Linked DNA regions of Rattus norvegicus: all the other regions are linked to region 1. The links are chromatin contacts, called in public Hi-C maps. All regions are on one chromosome and are shown on one strand. The core of a region is the stretch at or near the end of the contact, and the rest is flanking DNA. Distances in the headings are between cores, read along the strand shown. Region 1 holds the start of Npdc1 (neural proliferation, differentiation and control, 1). Region 2 holds the start of Tor4a (torsin family 4, member A). Region 3 holds the start of Tprn (taperin).

Evidence for each region. Hi-C and Micro-C count contacts between places; a contact is called where the count stands out from the background.
Region 2: a Hi-C map of liver shows a contact between it and region 1, with 3 times the contacts expected there. The contact joins the promoter of Tor4a here to the promoter of Npdc1 in region 1. A contact is called at or near these places in 2 of 12 Hi-C or Micro-C datasets (kidney and liver).
Region 3: a contact with region 1 is called in a Hi-C map of liver, with 3 times the contacts expected there. The contact joins the promoter of Tprn here to the promoter of Npdc1 in region 1. A contact is called at or near these places in 7 of 12 Hi-C or Micro-C datasets (the A7r5 cell line, the Rat2 cell line, frontal cortex and 3 more) and 1 of 1 datasets of contacts at active chromatin or transcription factors (oligodendrocytes).

The regions. Positions count from the first base shown.
Region 1 is chr3:28,616,549-28,621,544 of GRCr8, forward strand. It overlaps Npdc1 (neural proliferation, differentiation and control, 1), which reads left to right and starts at 2,388. Exons shown (of 9, transcript NM_001004231.1): 1 at 2,388-2,563. The coding sequence starts at 2,452. It overlaps Entpd2 (ectonucleoside triphosphate diphosphohydrolase 2), which reads left to right. Exons shown (of 9, transcript NM_172030.1): 8 at 1-14; 9 at 89-689. The coding sequence ends at 292.
Region 2 is chr3:28,404,194-28,409,189 of GRCr8, forward strand. Tor4a (torsin family 4, member A) reads right to left here and starts at 1,948. Exons shown (of 2, transcript NM_001107816.1): 1 at 1,745-1,948; 2 at 1-1,066. The coding sequence starts at 1,030. It overlaps LOC108350588 (60S ribosomal protein L23-like), which reads left to right. Exons shown (of 1, transcript XM_063284810.1): 1 at 1-1,114. It overlaps Nelfb (negative elongation factor complex member B), which reads right to left. Exons shown (of 13, transcript NM_001107817.3): 13 at 4,852-4,996.
Region 3 is chr3:28,471,823-28,476,818 of GRCr8, forward strand. It overlaps Tprn (taperin), which reads left to right and starts at 2,500. Exons shown (of 4, transcript NM_001024309.2): 1 at 2,500-4,368. The coding sequence starts at 2,500.

The sequences.
Region 1 (4,996 bases), core at 1,138-3,637:
TCTTCCAAAAGAAGGTGGGTAAACGGCGGGGTCAGAGGGTTGGGGTGCGGCCTCTTGGAGGCTGATGCCATGCCGTCCCCCCTCTTAGGCTGCAGACACGGCTGTCGGCTGGGCGCTGGGCTACATGCTGAATTTGACTAACCTGATTCCTGCCGACCTCCCCGGACTACGCAAGGGCACCCACTTCAGCTCCTGGGTCGCTCTCCTGCTGCTCTTCACAGTCCTGATCTTGGCGGCGCTGGTCCTGCTCCTGCGCCAGGTGCGTTCTGCCAAGTCTCCAGGCGCCCTCTAGGGGTGAACTGGGAGCCTCTCCCAACTCCCTACTATCCCTCCCTTCCAGAGGGCATCTCTGACCCTGAAGCAGCCTGGAAACCAACGTTCCCTATCTACATTCACAGAAAGCCTACGTGGGCAGCCCTGAGTTCTCAATTAATCCTCCTCTCTCTTCCTAGGATGTCAGGTCTCAGCCTGTGACTCAGGGTGAGGTCCATTCGGAGTGGGACTTTTGTTCTGATCTTCAGGGCCCTGGGAACTTTCTGTCTGGGCCTTTAGAAAGGCAGGCACCAGAGCCTACAGGCTGGGAGTCAGTTCCATGCCTACTTGTAAAAACTTTTGTAATAAAAGATTTTTCCTAGAGCAGCGAAGTGTTCCTAGGGCGGGGCACCCTTGGTCGCCTGTTCTGCCTTCCAGCTGTGTTGTTGGTTATTTGGGTGAAACCTGGTTCCAAGATACTGACTTTTCTTGCTTCCTCCCTTTTTGTACCAGGCCTGAGGCAATGGAGGCACTCCTACCTACTCTGCTCTGGGGTTGTCCCTGAGTCTGAGTTTTCTCTGACAGACAGAACCCTAACAAACCGCAGGTCCCCCTCGAATGACATCCACAGGAATTGAGGCTGCACTCCCAAGCTGTTTTTTCCAACTGATACTTGAGATATTAGTAGGCCTGAAGGTCAGAGGCACCTGCATCCGCAGCCTAAGTCTCTGTGTTCTCTAGGTGGGAAAGTGTGACCCGAGTATGGGACTCTCTTGCCTCTTTCATGGGAAATTAGCTCAGACTCTATTTCTGTGCAGTCAATGCCTTAAGGGCTGGGTTGGGATGGTAGCTCGAGTGCATGCGTGCGCGACACACACACACACACACACACACACACACACACACACAGAGAGAGAGAGAGAGAGAGAGAGAGAGAGAGAAGAATCATTCGATACATTTTTTAAACCTGCACTGACAGCCCCCTCTTTGAGTTTGCTAGCCTGAAGGATGGGAAGACAGGTAAGGCTGGGGAAGTCAGCCTTGTTCTTTTCTCTGTGTGTGTTTTTTGTTTTTTTTCCCCCTCATGAGACAGGGTTTTCCCTCGGCTGTCCTGGAACTTACTTTGTAGATCTGGCTGGCCTCAGACTTACAGAGATCTGCTTGCTTCTGCCTCCCAAGTGCTGGGACCAAAGGTGTGCACCACCATCCCCCAGCCCTGTTTTTCACTTTTAAGACAGGGTCTCACTATATATTCATGGCTCTCCTGGAACTTGATATGTAGATCAGGCTGGCCTCAAACTCACAGAGATTTGCGTACTTCTGCATCTTGAGTGATGGGATTAAAGGCATGAACCATCACGCTGAGCTTCAACATTGCTTTCTTGATTCAGCCAGGGGGGTGTCTCCGTCGGGGGTGGAGTGTCCCCTTGGGACTGTAAGTGAATGGTAATCATGAGGTACCATGGATGGTCTACATGTGACTCAAGCCATTACCTGGGATCATGACCACCTTGGACAGCTCCCAGACGACTGTCAACTTATGTCAAATTACTCTTGCCCCCTGGTGGCATCATTCGGGAACGAGCCTGACTTGATCTTGTGAGCCTGCTGGCTGTGTTTGCTTTTCTTCGTAGCGTAGAAAGTACACCGGTGTGTCTCTATACACCTGTTTATCATTGTTGGATACATTTTGCAAACCTGCAACAGTCAGCCTAGTCTACATAACCAGGATCTGTCCCTGGGTTCCCCTAGTCTAAGCTCCTCCGTTCTAACTGGGTGGGTGGTGAGGGCAGTCGGACCACTAAAAAGGCGTGAATCCTGGGACGCCCACTGCTAGTCAATCCCAAGCCAGATTTCTTGGTAATGAGGCAAACTGCTGTAGAGACTAGAGGACGGGAGACACTCAGCCGCCTTTAGAAAGGGGGCCCCATCAGGATGTAGAGGGAGGGGGGCTCCGACTAGAAGAGATGTCCCGCCCCCGCAGGTAGAGCGCGCAGGCGCACTTCGGACACTTTTCTCTGGCCGCCGCGCCTCCATCCCATCCCGGATCCATTGCCGCAACGTCAGCGCCGCCGCCTCCTCTTTTCCTCTTCCTCCTCCGCCCCTCTCGCTTCCCGGCTTCTCCAGTCGCGGTTCCCGGAGTGGGTACCGAGCCCGGGGCCGTGGGGTGCCATGCTGCCCGGGTGGCGGCGCTGAAGCATGGCGACGCCCGTCCCTCCGCCTTCCCCGCGGCACCTGCGGCTGCTGCGGCTGCTGCTCTCCGGCCTTATTCTGGGAGCGGCCCTGAATGGTGCCACCGCCCGCCGCCCGGGTGAGCGAGCGCTCTAGGCGCAGGCTGCGGGGCGCTCCGGGGCTGGGATTGCCGGGTGGGGAATCCTGCCACCCGGCGCCGCCCTAGTCTTCCCTGCCACCGCCCTGGCCTTACCCAGGCCCACAGGCCAGGCAGGCCCTATCCGCTGGGCATGGGTAGGGTAAACAGGTCAGGCCTGTTGAAGGCCATGCTAGATGAGTCTTCTCTCGGGTTCTTGGAAGCGAATGTAGATTTCACGTGCTTTTGGTCTTTGTCTCTGGGTCCCAGAGTCAGTCTGTTGTGTGTCTCCGGACGTCTTTCTGGGTCTTCAGCCATCTGGTTCCTCGTGGCCCTTCAAGGGGATCCTGTGTCTTTGTTTTTGTGTCTCCCAGGCTTGCAGTTGGCAGTGTTGTTCCTGGTGTCAGCGGGCCTTGCCTGTCAGCCCTGTCTCAAGTGTGTGTGTGTGTGTGTGTGTGTGTGTGTGTGTGTGTGTGTGTGTGTGTGGTGTAGAGGGGTTCCTATGACAAAGTCTAAGGGTTCCAGGCCTAGGGTCTTGTTCCAATTTAGTGGGGTCAAGCTGCCCCCATCCCCTGCCCTGGAGGGCATGCACCACCCAGTCCTCTGGTCTGAGGTCTGTGTATTGACCCTTTAGAAGAGTGTGACCCCCTCTCCCCCAACTGGGAGAACCTTCTTGACAGATGGGTCCTGAAGCCACAGGATTCAAATTGAATCTCCCAGAGGGGAGTGAAGTGGGAGAGGGTGCCTATATGTTCACTGAGTTTGTCTGGTATGTATGGGAGCTGCTTTGAGCCCAGTTTACAGATGAGGAAACTGAGGGCACGGAGAGGTGACTGGTATGTGGCACAACTGGAACTCTTAACAAGATCAGTCTGGAAGTGGGGCCTTAAGAGCTTGGCAGACCTCCTCCTAGGCAAGCAACCCAGGAACTGAACTGAAGGTTGGCATGACTGGAAAGGTTGGCATGACTGGAAGAGACTCTGGAGGGTGGAGGGCCAGACTGGGCCTTGGCAGAGGTGCTAAATAGGCTGTCTCCCAGGTGGGTCCACCTCAGGGATGGGACTCAGTACTGACCTCCCTGGGCAGGTGCAGGCCTCTGCTCATTGGCCTCTAGCTGAATGCAGAGGCCTGGCCTGACCCCATGCTAAGCAGCCTCGTATCAAACCTAGTGCCCAGGAAAGGCCAGTAGCCAGGCATGGGTAGGAAACCAGTTACTCTCCAGCTGCCATTGTTTCTGGGACCCAGGCTGGAGGGAGTCTTTCTACCCAAGATTAAACAGTAGGCTGGCGGACTAGGGAGGCCCTACAGCCCTAAGCCGGCATTGTGCTCCACCTCTAGTATAGGTCTGACTAGGTTGTCAGCACCAGGGGCAGGGACCGTCTGGCTCCCTGGAGCCGAGCTGGTGGGTGGAGCCCATGGAAGCCTCCTGGCACTGTGCTGTTTAACTCTCCCAAGCCCCAGGCTTAGATTGCTGTTCCTGGAGGCTGCTGACACAGTCTGTGGAGGATAGAAGGTGTGCAGCCTGGGACTCGGTGTGCCACCTGCCACCAGAGCCTCTGGAACCTCTTTGCGGGAGATGTAGAGTGTCAGATTACAAAGGAAACTAAGCCAGAGTCTGTACACATCCCAGGGAGCCTGCAGTGTGGAGACTGGAAGGGTCTGGTTGGCCTGAGAGACAGGCAGGGTTGATGGCCCTGCTGGGTTCCTGAGACAGGGACTAAAGTTGCAGTCGCAGGCTGGGATTATTCCTTACCTTTGAAGCAACTGAACTTGTGCATCCCATAGGAGAGACTGAGGCGTAAAGCTCACTGCTCTGTGTAGCTGTGTCAGGATGGGCTGATTGGCAGGTATAAGAGAACATTGTGCTCTGGACCCCGAGCGACAAAAGTGTGAGTCAGAACTATGACTTATGGCAGCCCCAACACTAATCAGCCCAGGCCTTTCAATGCCTGCATTGTATCTAAGCCAGTGCCTTCTTAGGTCTCCCAAACCCTAGTGCCCTGAAGACAAAGGCTAGGCAGAGAGAGCCACTGTCTTCTGGACTGAGCATTTGTTCTGTGGGCTGCCAGACTAACTCTAGGGTTATAGGATTATGTGTTGGGGTATGGAGAGGAGCCCCAGTGTTTAGGAGAAATGTCTACCCAGCATCCTTTGCTTCTCCAGAGCCGATGAGAGAACAGAGCTCTGTCCTCAGTAGCAATTTGGATGGAAGGTTCTGGCTCACTCTGAGCCATGCAAAGGTCAAAGGCCAGCCTTGGAGAACTATACAGTCCTTTCTTGGAGAGCTGACCGGACGCTTAGGGTCGGTTTATCCTTTAAGCATAAGGCCTAGGAGCAAGACTGGGGAGTGGGTGGGGCAGGATGGTTCCCATAAGATGTGGGACTGTCTGCTTCCTGATTCCGAGAATTGGCAGTAGGAAACCAGGGCTTGTCCAG
Region 2 (4,996 bases), core at 698-3,197, 210 kb before region 1:
CCAGGAGCTCTCGAAGACTGGTTTGTAACTCTTCCAAGGCTGGAGATTCCTCAGTCTGAGTACGGCCTACACTGTGGCGGAGTGAGGGCAACATCCGTGACGCATTCTGCAGCACAAAGTGTGTGATCTCTATACCGCCAGCGCCACTTAGGAGTACATAGATAGCATTGTGGAAATGGTGAGAGCGCTGTGGCTGCAGGAGGTCGTGCAGCTCATCCAGCAGCGCAGGTGGTAAGAGTTCAGCCTCATCCAGAACCAAGAGTGGGGTCTTCTCCTCGGCCTCAGCCTGTGCTACCACATCTGCCACACGCTGTGCCAGCTCCTTCCGGCAGTCCTGAACCGGGCGTAGCTCTGGACAGTGATGTCGTGCATGGTACTGCAGAACCAAAGCACCATCCTCAAGCACTGCACGGAAGTGGCGAGCCAGCAGGCGCCCCACGTGACTCTTGCCTACACCACTGGGCCCGTGCAGTGCCAGGAGCAAGGGGTGACTGTGCACATGGGTAGCCAGGTAGTCTCGCAGCAGGGCCATGATGCGGCTCACAGCAGCCGGCTGGCCAAACACAGAACGCTGCAGCGCCTTCTCCAGCCCGTCGAGGTCGTAACGTTGTGCATTATCGTCCAGATTCTCAATGGCGTTGAGAACCTGGAACCCTACAATGGCTACAAGAAGCAGCAGGCAACGCTGCGCACGACTCTGCCGCTCTGTACGGGGTCGACACTTCCGTGAGGTTTCCGGGTAGAGCACTACCCGACTACGCCTGCGCCTCTTGCGGGGTGTCCTAGAAGACAGCTCCGTCAGGCTGTCGAAGGTGAAGAATTTAGGTTGGTCTAGGTCAGCACGCAGAGTCCCCAAGCTGGCGCTGGACCCGAGTGTCCCCGTCCCAACGCTCGGCTCAGTGCCGGTCTGCAAGAGGCGCCTCTTGCGCAAGACGCAGACTCGGCGGCGCAGACGGAGCACGGCGCGCACTGGCGCGATCACACATGGCCCCTTGGCCTGGGGCTCTAGGCTAGGATGGCCGCGGTCCATGGTTCAGGACCTGTGCTGTGCATGCAGTTCCCCTCCCTGCAATAGGAAAATGGGAAGACTTCCTGAGTCCCGGATCTTACCCTCTGGGAGTTCCTTAAGGAGTTTTACGGCCAAAGACTAGCCCCGCCTCCCCAAGCTCCACCAACCAGGAAGTCCAGCTCTCTGCAGGAGGGCCCCAACGCATGCAAATCTCTTGGGTCCTCTCAGAAAAGGACTAGGCCTTGAGGAAGTGCGGGGGTGGGGTGAGGTGTATAATTTATCAAATTGTTGACTTCCCCCTTGGAGGAATAAACAGAAGGTTCGTTGTAATAATGTCACTGATTAGGGATACAGAATAGTCAAATTGAACCCTGCACACAACACACCCAGCACCTATCAGACTGTCAAAAGGCTTTACAGGTCCCAAGTAGGCCCCTTGTCCCAGAGGACTAGGTACCCCTAAGAGTTGAGACTCTCCCCATACTTAGGACAGTTGGCGGAAAGGAATGTGCAGACCAACTGTCATGTTTTTGAGGATGGGCTCTATCACTGTCCCTAGTCACAGCCTAGACCTTTCAATCCACTGCCAGCCTTAGCCACCATCCAGGCCCAAATCTGGGGCCCCTCAGCATCCTCCCAGAGAACACAAGAGCAGAAGATGAACAAAAGGAGCCAGGAAGGACTAGAGCCTTGACTGTAAGGAGGCTGGCCTGGATTTCTCCATATCATCCCTACCTGCGGCTGCTCGGGCTCCCCAGCTCGGCCACTCCCTTCCAAGGCCAGTAGCCAGCAACTCAGGAAACAGGAAATGCTAGTCTTCCACCCAAAGGGTTAGGTGGGTGGGCCAGGGTCTGGCTGGTCCAACGCAGGCTTGAAGGGGCAGCGACTCCTGCAGGTCCCCAGGGACAGGAGCAGAGGAAGCTCTGGGGAGGTTTCCGCTTAGATGCAAAGGAAGTGAGTCAGGGGTGCTGGCAGGCGGAGCTTGGGCCGAACGGATCCGCCAGTGGGGGGAGGTCTGGCTGACTGGCCCAGAACCCCTATCCAGGGCACAGAGAGGGAGGGCCCGGTCCAGCAGCTCTTCCCATAGGTTCCCTGGACTCCTAAAAGCTCAGTCTGCCCTCTATTGACATCCCCTCTGCCAGGACACTCCTTTCCCTCAGAAAACTGAGGAAGGGACCCTAAAGACCCTCCTGAGGCTCTAGCTGAATGTAAACTAATAGAGCAGGTCGTTTGCTTAACTGGGCACCTCTAATTCCTTTCTTTCCCTCTCTGCTCCCCTTCCTTCCCCTACTCTACCCCCACCCACCCCTTTGCCCATTCAACTGGACCTCTCATAGGACAGAACCCAAGAAACACAAGTTCTAGAGCTAGGGATAGAACCCCTTATGCTCAGGGTCCTTGTGGAGTGGGAGGGGCGGGTTTAGAAAGGTTCTTGGGCTAAGAACTTGGAGACGGAAAAGCTTTAGACTTTTCATGGCAACCTGTCTGCCTGTAGCCCGGCTCACCAACATGCCCTTCTGTGCAGGAAGGGCCCATGCATGGATGGCCACCGACTCCTCCCATTCTGGAAGGGAGCTGGTTGCTTCCTTGGCCAGCCTGGGATTCCTGAACTTTCCAGCTCTCTCACGTTTAGAGTGGCTAAAATGGACAAGTGTTTCCAGATCCCTCTAAACAACTCAGGCTCACCTATAACCCACCTCGCATCTACACTTACAGACCGTGTAAAATGTGTGCAGAAAGCTGACTGACCAGGCCCTAGAGGGGAGAGGCTCTTAAAAATCTTGGTTTTCTAGTCTAGAATTTTCTGACCCAGGAAGGATACTGGGTCCTGGGGTAGCTGGTCAGGCCCTGTAAAAAAGGGACAGGGTAATCTGTAGGTAAGCCCAATGCTGGCCAGTTACTTTTGCAAGAGGCTGATCTGTCAAATTCTCAGGCACAGTCCCATTTTGGGATACAAAAAAGGCCTGATAAAGTGACCCATTTAGGGAACTTATGCCGCAGAGTTAATCTTTGCAAGGAGAAGGCTTTTATAGACAGGTTTGTAAGCTTCAGTGCCCGATCCCTTGTCCAACCCTACTGTAAAATCTAACTTTACTGGCCCCAGACCTGACCCTTCACCCTTTCCTTCCACAACTCCTTGAAGGCATACTTGGCCCACACAAGCAGAATCCAACTACACAGACCTTTGTCTCTCACAGCCCTCAGCCTCTAGCAGCCCTTCCCTCTGCCCAATGGCCTTGCCCAGCATCCAGTCCTCTCCCAGCTTCTGTCCAGGGCCCAGTCCTTTCCTGTCTACCCAATGTGGCCCCGTCGCCATCCTTAGCACATGAAAACAGTCCCAAGAGCCTCAGTGTTTGGACCTCACAGCCCCGCCCTTCCTGAAATGTCTGTGCTGTGTAAGTAGCAGGTGCCGGGATATGACACCCACAGTCCTGGTGTCACAAGCTTTTTGCTAGTGGGTCATTGCCATCCCCCAGAGACATGTCTCTTCCACTTTTAAAATAAGCAAGCCGAGCCTGATGGGAGGCAGACAAGTCCGTGACTCTGTGTCTGTGACTCCCAGGACAGCCTGGTTTACACACTGAGTTTCAGGACAGCCAAGGCTACAGAGAACTTGCCACAGGAAAAAAAAAATGATGATGATGATGATGATGATGATGATGATGATGATGATGATGATGATGATGATAAACAGGAGAATCCAGCAGCATTTCCCCCAACTGAAGGCCTGTGTTTATGACCTTATGACCTGTGACCTCTACACTGCTAGAGACTTAGCAGCGCTCCTGTGGTCCTATGATGTTCCGGTTGTGGTATCATATGTTGAAGCCTCCCCCAGCCACCTAGAAGGTGGCAGAGGCTGAAAATTCAATCCACTGTGCCGTGCCTTCAAGACTGGAGGTTATGATCAAAGGAGGTTGTGGGAATGTCACCCTCAGTCAGTCCCATGGCTTTAATAGAGAAAACAGAACTCACACATTTTCATTCCTCCCCCTATGCCCCAATCACTGAGGTTCCCTATGCCACAGGCCTCTGTTAGAAAGATGGCTATTGTCAAATTCATCCTGACCTTTGGACCAGGTCCCTGAGCCAAAATCAACATACTTTCTTTATGACTCATATAGCTGATAGTGTTACTTACATCAGAAAACTGAACAGCCCCTTCTCCTTCATTGAGCTTCAGGGACAGATTCAACAGCCTGCTCCTCCCACCCGGTGACAAGCAGCCTCATTCAGTCAGAGGACATACCATTCATTCACACCTGGGAAAAGCTAGGCCAGCCTGGGCCCTGCAAACACCCACACCTGCCTGATCCCATCACAGTAACAGAGCTTTCGTTAGGCCTGACAGCGTCCCTGTTCAGTGCTCTGGTGTTCCTGTCTTGAAGGGTATAGGACACCCAGTGCCACCCAGGATGTCTAAGCTGCCACTGGGCTGTGAAGTCTGATGTTCAGAATCACTCTGACCTAGGGCATGTCCTTCGTCCTCCTAGGGATTTGTATCCCTCATTTTGGAAGGGGTGAGACTGCACACAGAGACCAAGGCACTCTGAGAGGCCCTAAACCAGGTTCCTCAGGACAGGGTTGCCAGGCCCAGAGGCCAAAGCACGGACTCTTCAGAAGAACCTTACTCCCTCTTGCCATGGTAGCTCATACCATGTGGAAAGCAAAAACAGGATCTCTCCAAGTTCAAGGCCAGCCTCGTCTACACAGTGAGTTCAGGCCAGTCAGAGACATGTAGTGAGACCTAACATTAAAAAAAAAAGGGGGGGGGGGAATAAAGAAAGTCCCTGCATCCACCGCTGAAGCCAGTCCCAGGAGAACAGAATCCTCACCACAGATTTATCAAAACGTGCTTTATTCACGTAAGTGGAACCATCAATGTGTACACCCAAAGTCCCTACTCGAAGGCTAAAACACGTAGCTGGAGGATCTGCTTCTATTGCAAAGGTAAACTGAAGCAGGGAGCTGCAGGGCAGAGCTTTG
Region 3 (4,996 bases), core at 1,250-3,749, 140 kb before region 1:
GCTGACTAGGTCATTCTTTTACAAGAGAAAAAAGGAAAGAAAAAAAAAAAATCTGTGTGGCTGTGGAGCACAGGTGCAATGTCCATGGAGGCCATAAGATGGCACTGTATCTCCAGGAGCAAGTTACAGCCATCCAGGTGCTAGGATCTAAATCCAGGTCTTCCCTCTACAGAGCAGCAGATGTTAACACCTCACCAGTCCCTGGCCATTTATTTTGGACGAAGAAGAGACTGTCCTGAGGATGTCAGAAGGTTGGTAGTGTGTCTGGTCTGTAGCAGCCTTCATTTGTAACAACCAGTAGTTCATTCTGACATTGCCATGTTTCTGTTGAGAATCACTAGAAAATAACTTCGTGTGCTCCTTTGCAGAACAAGTGTGCTGGTCTGTGCTCCAGCACAGCAGGTTATGCCTCCTCTGTTGGGGACAAATCGTCAGGCATGTCACTCACTGAGGACATCAGTCAAGGGGTGACTTGTAAGGTTTGCCCCCAGCTAGGAAAAAATGTTTCTAATCTAGGATTGGGCTGATTTTTTTTCTCAAAGCAAGATACGAGGTGAGCTTTGGAGTGGTTTTCCTTGTAACATTTCTTAGATTTTGTTTTGTGTGTTCCTGTTTTATTTTGGTAATTTAGAATTTGAGTATAAAAGGCATGAGTACTAGAAGTTCTCTTTGAAGAACTTCTCTTTGAAGAAGTTCTCTTTGAAGCTGAGACTGTGGCTCAGTAGTAGAGAGTTCACCCAGCATGCAGAAGGCTCTGGACCCAATCTCCGACACTACAGGGTAAGTTAGCAATGTGGGTTTTTTTTTTTAAGATTTATTTATTTTATTTTTTGGTTGTGAGCCTAGCCTTTAACGGCTGAGCCATCTCTCCAGCCCTTATTTTTTAAGATTTATTTATTTATTATATATGAGTACATTGTAGCTGTCCTCAGACACACACATCAGATCTCATTACAGATGGTTGTGAGCCACCATGTGGTTGCTGGGAATTGAACTCAGGACCTCTGGAAGAGCAGTCAGTGCTCTTAGCCGCTGAGCCACCTCTCCAGCCCGATTTATTTATTTACTATGAGTACACTGTAGCTGTCTTCAGACACTCCAGAAGAGGGCATCAGATCCCAGGACAGATGGTTGTAAGCCACCATGTGGTTGCTGGGATTTGAACTCAGAACCTCTGGAAGAGCAGTCAGTGCTCTTAAACTCTGAGCTGTCTCTCCAACCCTGAAATTCATTTATAATCTCCAGTTTATATTGATGGAGTGGACCAGCAGGCAACTTAAAGATAAAGGAAGGTGGTGTGAGCTGTAGATTTGCCATTCAACCCAGAAGCCTAAGGCACCTACCCCTAGTTTGAGTCTGTTTTTGCAAAGGCCCACATTCCATGAGGCAGAGTCCCTGGAAGGCAAGAGGCACGGCGGGCAGCGGTGCCAGGCCTCAGCTGGCTGTGGACTGTAAGGCAGGTGAATGGAAAACACACCGCCAGTCAGCAGCCTCCAATTTTCTAATCCCTCCAAGCAGTTGCCCTACTGTGTATGCTGGGGAGGGAGCCGCATTATGCAGCTCTACCTAAAGAAAGTTTTCACTACTTATCAGCTGTGAGGTTGTAACCCTTCAGAGTCACTACCCCCCTACCCATTCTTGGAGGTATGCGTTTCAATAGGAGTTAGTGGGACCTTTACCCTTGTTTTTGTACTTCTCTGCATGACAGAACTGCCTAAATGTGTAACGTGTGTGTGTGTGTGTGTGTGTGTGTGTGTGTGTGTGTGTGTGCGTGCGCGCGCGCGCGCGCGCGCGCGCGCAGAAACAAGGCTGCTTCCTTGCCTCTTACACATAATGGATACCTGGCAGAACCGTGGGTGGCAAGCTGTAAACCAGATATTCATACACGCAGTAAGTCTGGGACCTACAAAACCAAGATTCTCGAAAATACACTCTTTATTCCCCGAGTGGATCTCAGAAGCAGCATTTCTAGGTCCGAAAGGGAACCTTGGCTGCCTGCCCACAGCGGTTCAAGGACTCCAGATTGGTGCGGAGCCTGGGCCTAAAGGTGGAAGGCCCTTGCAGCTTGTATACTGAAGTCAGAACTGTGCCAAGGTCACCTAGGTCGCAAGGGTCCGCTAGGCGATACCTGCTTTAATTACAAGCCCTACTTTAATTGGGATCCAAGGCGCCGGATTTAGAGCGCAAAGGCGGAAGTGAGGAGCAGCCATTGAGCAGCGCTTCACTGGGTGTCCACAGACTTTCACCAATAGGGTCTGACTAGTGCCGGTTGTAGTCCAATGAAAATGCTAAAGGGGAGGGGTTTAGTGGGTATTCTCCAGTCAACTGGGCTGTTTGCTTCTGCTATAGGTAGGTAGTCCTGCCCTTAGGTCCGAGCGCGCTTGCCCAATTGGCGGCTACCAAGGGGGGCGTGGCACGGCGCGGTACTGAGGCAGGTAGCTGAGAGTCAGTCCGACGCGCGATCGCCGTGCAGTCCTGTCGCGGCCGCACGGCCGCAGCATGGCCGGCCTGGGGCGGCTCGATCCGGGGCCGCGAACCGTGATGCCCGCCTGGAAACGGGAGATACTTGAGCGGAGGCGAGCTAAACTGGCCGCTCTGAGCGGAGGCCCGGGATCTGGAGCGGCACCGGATGGGCCTAACGAGCGGCTGGTGCTGGCGGAGAGTCTGGGTCCACTAAGCCAGAACCCGTTCATGCGACTTGAATCGGAGAGGCGGCGCGGGGCGCGGCCCGCTCAGCAGCTGCTGGAGCTGTACTGTCGTGTGCCCGGCGTGCGGACCATTCGAGCCGACAACATCCTCATCATCGAGTCAGCGCCAGGGTTCCCGCCCGCTGTGCCGCCCGCTTCGAGCATCCGCGCTGCCGAGGTAGTGGTGTACGAGGAGCCACAGCCCGGCCGGGTCAGCCGCCTGCTAGAAAAGTTCGACTCGCCTGCTGCGCCCCGCCGCCGCGGGAGCCCAGAGCGCTTCCGCCCTGCGCTCCCGCAGCTTCCCGTGGCGCCTGCATCTGCTGCCACGCGCGCTCCTACCAATCGGTCGTTGGCTCCTGCCCCACCGGTGCTCCCTAGCCAGCCCGCACCCCCTATTTCGCCTGTCCCCGTTGCCCAGCGCGCGGGTCAGCGCTCTGCCTGTTGCGAGCCCGCGCACCCCGACGGCACTGCCGGCCCCGGGGCCCGGCGCAGCGACTTCCTACAAAAGACCGGCAGCAACTCCTTCACTGTCCACCCCCGAGGCCTGCCCGGCAGTGCGGTCAATCGCTCGCTTTCTAATGGACCCATGACTCAGGAATCCCCTGCCGGCCCTGCCAATGGGTTGTCGGGCTCTCCGCCTGTACCGGGCAAGTGGAAGCCAAAGGTGGAGTCAAAGGAACCCTCCCTCCACCCACCCCCAAGCCCTGGGACCCCAAGTGCCACTCCAGTTGGGCCCCCTGCCTTCCTGGCGCCCAGCCCAGCCAGTGCCACTCCCAGTCAGCGCCAGTGGGTCTCCTCTGCCACCAGCGCCAATGACTCCTTCGAAATAAGGCCATCCTCCAAGCCAGACATGGAAACTATCCCAATTGGGGACCTTCAGGCCAGAGCCCTGGCCAACCTCAGAGTGAACTCCCGCAACTCCTTCGTGTTGATCCCCAAGCGCAAAGCCCCTGGGAACTATCCTTCGGCGGCGGGGAGGCAATTCGAGGAGCCAAAGGGGGAGGTGGGCTGGGCCTCTCAGAGCCAGGGGCTCGGATCCCAGCTGGTGTCTACAGTGGATGGTGCACCTGCCCTAGAGAAGAGTTCCTTGGCTGCTGAGATGCAGTGGGCAGTTAGGGAGGGAGGCTGCCCCAGGCCAGCCATTTCTGACACAGACAAGTCTGTTAGGAGGCAGAGGCCAGCCTCACCACCTCCATTTCTACCAGCCACTACTGAAGCTGAGCCGGCTGAAGGCTTGGGGGTTCCTGGCTTGACCAAGAATGGCCAGGAGCCTGTGAGGCCAGGACTTCCAGTCACCTTCATTGATGAAGTAGACTCAGAGGAGGCGGCCTTTCAAGAAGCCAAACTGCCCTCTTCAGCAGTTGGTGTGCCTTCCCAGTACCACCTGCACCCTTCCACACCTGGGCACACCTCAGAGCTCCTCAACCGAGGTAGCAACACTTTCACAGTAGTGCCCAAGAGGAAGCCAGGGACCCTTCAGGAGCCACACTTAAGTCAGACTAATGGGCAGTTCCAGCAAGGGGCAGAGGAACAGGATGCTGATAGCCTCTCGGGACCCCACACTACCCTGGAGAATGCCCTAAAGAAACGATACCCCACTGTGAATGAGATTGAGGTGATCGGTGGTTACCTGGCCCTGCAGAAGTCCTGCCTCATCAAGGCTGGCTCCTCCAGAAAAAAGGTAAGTGGTAAGGAGAGGGCTGCTGGCACAGATGCCTTCTCCATAAATCACAGGAGAATGGGGCTGTGTGCTTGGGCCCAGTCCAGGGCCTCTGTGAACTTTGACAGCCCCAGGCTGTAGTTAGCCTACTGTTTACTTCAGAGATTTGGGAGAAGTAGCCAGGGAGTGCAGGGTTCCAGCATCCTTTTGGAAAAGGGTAGTTTTGCCGTCTACCTTCAGGAATAGCCTAGCCCGTTGACTCTGGCCTGGCCTTTGATTTGGAGGTAGCTGGCATATTCCTGTGGAGTTTAGTTTGGACAGATCTCCAGAGCCTGGCTGTACATAGTAAGGATAAGGCCAATCAGTTTTTTTGCAGGTCCTCCTCACTTTGAGGTCAGTCTGGGCACACAGCCCATAAGCCAGTTGGAGGGAGTTCTCAGCACCCTGGAAGGTCCAGGAGCCAGAGCTTGGCAGGCCTTTTCCTTCTGCAAGCATGGATTGAGAACCCAGGCTTCATGCCAGACATGGTCAACAGGGCCTTGGGCAGAGAAACTCAAGAATAATCCCCTAGAGGCTCAAATGACCAGGGTGAGCTATATTTCCTGGCCAGCTCTGGCCAGTGGCTTGGAGCCCTCTGGGCACAAGGAAA